2 separate regions of the Danio rerio genome follow, and region 1 is linked to region 2. The links are chromatin contacts, called in public HiChIP or PLAC-seq maps. All regions are on one chromosome and are shown on one strand. Each heading gives the region's core, a stretch centred on a gene start, on an enhancer-like site or on the middle of the called end of the contact. The rest is flanking DNA. Distances are from core to core; before and after follow the strand shown. Region 1 holds the start of gpr37b (G protein-coupled receptor 37b). Region 2 holds the start of grm8a (glutamate receptor, metabotropic 8a).

Region 1 (2,700 bases), core at 35-2,534, 510 kb after region 2:
GACTTATTGTACGTGGACTTACTGTATTATGTAAAAGAATATATGATCATACTGAATTTGATCATACATTACATTGATTGCTGATTATTGTCAAAGTGGTGGTGAAGTATAAATATTTAAAATGATTAGTATTTTGGTTCTTCGTCTCAAATAGAGTATTTTGATAAGTAAATGGCATCAAATGATATTTGTTTTAATTATGGCAGATCAGTTTTATTTATTTAGTTATTATATAAACTAACATATGGGACAAAAACAAGCAAAAATAACATATAAATTCTACTGCTATTATATAAATATTATAAATTCTATTATCAATTATATCAAAATAATAATAATAAATAAATAAAGCTTTTGTTTATGTGTTTGCATATTATGCATATTTATTTTGTTATATCTAATACTATATATATATATATATATATAATTTTATTTAGTATTTTTTGAGTACACTGTGTATACATTATGCAAATACAGAATTTTATTTATATTTTTAATTGCAATTAACCAATTTTTTACAGTGCTAAAATTCACGTTTTCTATTGATACGTTAATTACAAGTATTTATTGTATGACTGCTTAATGCATATGTGCAATATGCACACATATGTTGCAGAAAATGTTAATTGCGCGATTTAATACTGCAGCCTGTGTCCAGTCATATTTGCGCAATATAAGCAGTTTCACATTTCCACTGTGACATTAGGTTATATTTGAACTCGCATAAGCCCGTGTTACACTCATGACTGATCGGATTATGATTCTGTTGACATGCGTAATTACGCATGGTAATGAATGTACTACGCACGGGCGGGGCGGGGTCGCCTCCAGCTGCGGTGGTCCAAGGCGCTGATGCTGATGGATCCGGCTTGACAGAACAAGGTTATCCGCCAGGAGAGAGTCCGTCCATTTTCTTCAGCATTAGCAGCAGCAGATCCCCGCCCGCCCGCTCGCGCCACGGAGCGCGTCCCCGGGACTCCACGCACGGCAGAGGCGCAGGACGAGCACAGGTTGCCGCGCCCAACATAACGCGGGATGCGACCGACTCCTGCAGCTGGCTGGGATGCAGTGCGCTTCAGAAGCACAAACGCAACTAGCGCTTTCATGTAATGTCGCGTGCATGTGAAAATAAGGCACTTTAAGGACGAGGAACGCAAAGAGAGAATCTAGCCGAGGAGGGTTTGCATCCGTGTGGATGTGTAACAGGAAAAGTCGACTGCATGGATTTAATTAGCTCCCACTGATCGTTCACGTGCGAACTTTTCCCCTCCGACAATGTGAAAGAATATCCCGCATTCGAGTGTTATAGAGTGCACACGGACCCGTTGAAGATGCAGATGCTGCTTTTGAGGACGATCTTTTTCGTTGCGGGATGCCCACATGTTTTGCTGCGCGGGGGAAACCGTAACGCACACACCAAAGAGACGGCCAACGTTACTCTTAGGAGCCTTCACGATGCAAAAGCCAGCGCCACACACCCTGCGAGGCATCAAGCCGCGGGTACACCTGCCTTTGACACTATCAGACAGACTTCAGGAGACAACAGCAACTTGTCTTCGCATCTCTGGCTGCTTCTGGAGAGCAAACAGTATGGATACAGACATCTGCTGTCCAACAGAACACACGCGGTCACGGTGAGTGGCTCGAACCCACAGAAGCGCTTGCGGCGGCATAAAAGGAAAAAGTTGAATGGTGAGATGCCCGCTACCATGGGAACAGTCGCTGGACACAATAACTCTAAGCCGTATTCAATGAGCAAGCGAGAGAGAAACCACAGACGCAAAAGAGGCACAAAGGAGCACCACAAGAAAACCTTCAAGAGCTCGAAAAGGGGCCCGAATAAAAGCGCTCCCCCGCTGACACCAGTCGAAACTTATTATAACGCCCTGACATCCTCTTTAACCATGTGGGAACCGCTTCCCAAACCCCAAGCTCTCACCTCCACCGACTTCCCATTCGATCTCACTGAATTCCACACCAAACCCTTAGACGACCCATGGGACGCCACACCAATGACCCCTCCGTATGCTGAGGATGAGGAGAGCATCTTCTTCCCCAATCCTTTCTACCCGGTCACAAGCGAAACATACGGGGCGTATGCAATCACCATCATCTCCGTGCTTATTTTTGCGGTGGGAATAACCGGGAACATAGCAATAATGTGTGTTGTGTGCCATAACTACTACATGAGGAGTATCTCCAATGCTCTTCTGGCCAACCTCGCCATCTGGGACTTTGCACTGCTCTTGTTTTGCCTGCCCCTCGTGGTGTTTCACCAACTCACAAAGACTTGGCTGCTGGGCCAGTTCACCTGTAAAGTCGTACCATATATCGAGGTAAAGGAATCCATATTCACTCATATCAGGGTTTAATGTTTGTGTTGCAAGCATCAATACTTTTTAAACATCTTTAAGCATATAAAAGTTCTCTTGTGGGATGCATAGAGTTTAATAAACATAATATATTATTAAATATATTATTAACTATTTATTGTTTATAATTTCTACATATAAAATTATATGCATTTGAATTCGGTTTTAACATAGACTAATGCATACAATAAATCCGGTAGGAAACAGGTGGCATGTCTGCACTCTTAAAATAAATAAATAATACTATTTACATAATGCATTTATTCAAATAGCTTAAAATCAGCATGACAGATCAGTCCACTTATAGATTTATGAATGCCTAATTACA
Region 2 (2,754 bases), core at 156-2,655:
ACCTTTTGAAAAGGTACCACCCCAATGACAATTCGCTTACCTTTATTTGTGAGAGTGTATAAATTATAAATTACTAATTATAATAATTATGACTAATTATAATAAAACACCAGTTTTTTATAGTATATAAAGTATACTATAGTGTTTAATACAGTTTATCAGTAAGAAAAGGCAGCTGTATTTACATATTAGAGTAGCAAGGAGTAGTGATTTAATGAATCTCCCCACCCCCAAATTTTCATCCTATATAACTTTAAGAACACGATTTATATTGTGTTTATGTTAAATGTGTAATATCTATAAACTTTAAAGGGATAATTCATCAAAAAATGACAATTATGTCATCATTTACTCACCTTTGACTTGTTCAATAACATTGTTTTGTTCTATTGAACAGCAGAAAAACTAGTACTATGGAAGTCTATGGTTATCAGTTTCCAACATTTTTTAAAATCTGCTTTTAGGTTTAAAAGAAAAGCTCAAACTTGTTTTGGAATAATTATATGATTACCGAATTTACAATTTACAATCTCTTTTAAGGCCTGGTTTCGCAGACAGGGTTAGGCCATAGTTCATTTCGTACATGTAAGGATTTTGATCATTGCTGGTGTACTTAAGACATGTAAATGTCTTTCAGTGGCTTTTCAATGTCTTTTCAGAATAGGCTTAATCCTTGTCTATATAATAATTATTGTCTCTTTGCATCTGCCCAAATTTCCATCTCTGTTCATCTTGGCCAAAAAAAAAAAAAAAAAAAAAAAAAAAAAAAAAAAAAAACGGGTGTAAAAAATATTTTTTCAATAACTCACCTTGATTACTCTCTGTTCCACTCCAGTCCACAAAGCCAAACTGTAAGAATCATCCTGAATGCTCCATTATATGCAAACAGTCAGATTTCCTCTCGCTGGGAAATATCTTTGGCTGGCTATGCAAATGTGAGGTGCATCTTTTTTCTTTTTTTTTGCATTCAATGAGGCAGAAATGAAAGACCACACAGAGCTCCAAATGACTGTGTGATGTAATTTCCTCCCTGTCAAGATGTCCGTGTGTTTGATGAGTTTGCTTTGTTGCTTGCATACATTGTGTCTGATTCATGTTTGATTTCTCTTTGTGCAGCCACTCATGCAATGTTTTCTTTTGCTTTAGATGCGTTTGAAGATGTGAGACGGTCGCAGCTCGGATGTTAAAAGGGACTTGTTTACTTCCTATCTAACACTTTTGAGAGTCTCCTTAAATCACCTGCTGCCGGTCACATGACGCACCACTGTGGCAACCTAAATGGCCGGGGTGCTTGGCTTCAGCTTTGAAACGGCCATGGATTTTCCTGTCCACCTACTTCCCCATTAGTCCCACCAATTGGAATCTGTATCCATTCGCTTCTTCAGATTTTCCCCAACAACTCTGTGGATATGGATCTTGTGTGCTTAAGCCGGACTCAATACCAGTTGCTTGTCTTTCTCTGCTACTGGTTTCCAGTCTCCCTCCAGAAGCTGGAGACGCCACCGATTGAGTATGCCCACTCTATCCGTCTGGATGGCGATATTATCCTGGGCGGCCTGTTTCCGGTTCATTCTCGGGGTGAGCGTGGGGTTCCTTGTGGAGAGTTAAAGAAGGAGAAAGGCATCCACCGATTAGAGGCAATGCTGTTTGCCATTGACCTCATCAATAAAGACCCAGATCTACTGCCCAATGTGACATTAGGTGCCCGAATTCTGGACACCTGCTCGCGGGACACTTACGCTCTGGAGCAGTCTCTTACCTTTGTGCAAGCTCTCATTGAGCGCGACGGTTCGGATGTACGCTGTGCCAATGGAGATCAGCCCATATTCGCCAAACCCGACAAAATTGTTGGCGTCATCGGTGCAGCTGCCAGCTCGGTCTCCATCATGGTCGCCAACATCTTGAGGCTTTTTAAGGTAGGCAGACTCAACTTATTCTTCTGGGAATTGGTAGAGCGGTGCATCTTCTAATTGTTGTCAGTGATTGATGTTGCATAGTGTTGTGGATAACAATCTCAGTTGAGAATCGAAAGTTGTGGGTTGAAGCCCTACCTCAAGATTGGCTCAAACTTGCCAGGGATCTAATTTTGACTTTCTAAGGTGTGGGAGGTGTAGGGAATCCTATAGCTGCTGTGGATGATGGTTACAGTGCAATATTGAGGTTAACAGTGCGAAAGGGTGTAGGCTGTAACCTAAAACGGATTGAGGCTCATATTTCCAGTCATCGATCTTCATTATTTTGATAAAAGTTGTAAAACTTGACGTAAGAAGGCCACAGAAAAGCCTTGCATTTACACAACCTGGAAATTACACAGCATCTCTACTTGTTGTAAATGACAGTTAATGTAGTAGTTGATCTGGGTTAGGCACTAAAAAGTTGTGAGCTGAAAATTAAATCCCTGTCATGTTGGTCAAGTTCAACAGAATTGTTGGGTCATGTTGGTCAACATTATGATGTTCGAGGTAAGCAAGATCACATAAAAGGTCTAACCTTGCATTTCTACCAGAAAGACTTTAGGAGGCAGATAAACGTATGAACATTTATTCTGAATTGTTTGCATGAATGTGAATTCGTTAAGGTCCTTTCATAAAGTTCTTTGGCGTAAAACCTCGTCTATAGTGCAGAACTCTGGATGAGCTGGCAGATCCTGCCTGAGGATGAAGGCAGAGCGAAGCCAACCCCCTGAGTGGAGACGAGGCCGACCTGGTGGTGGTGGTGATGGGGAGGATGGAGGGAAACTTCCGCTACGTCACC

What was found. HiChIP or PLAC-seq counts read pairs in DNA pulled down with a chosen protein or histone mark.
Region 1: a contact with region 2 is called in an H3K4me3 HiChIP or PLAC-seq map of embryo, with 7 times the contacts expected there. The contact joins the promoter of gpr37b here to the promoter of grm8a in region 2. A contact is called at or near these places in 1 of 18 Hi-C or Micro-C datasets (embryo) and 2 of 4 datasets of contacts at active chromatin or transcription factors (caudal fin and embryo).

Annotation. Positions count from the first base shown.
Region 1 is chr4:4,337,037-4,339,736 of GRCz12tu, forward strand. It overlaps gpr37b (G protein-coupled receptor 37b), which reads left to right and starts at 1,285. Exons shown (of 2, transcript NM_001144049.1): 1 at 1,285-2,336. The coding sequence starts at 1,332.
Region 2 is chr4:3,830,117-3,832,870 of GRCz12tu, forward strand. grm8a (glutamate receptor, metabotropic 8a) reads left to right here and starts at 1,406. Exons shown (of 10, transcript NM_001302228.1): 1 at 1,406-1,916. The coding sequence starts at 1,410.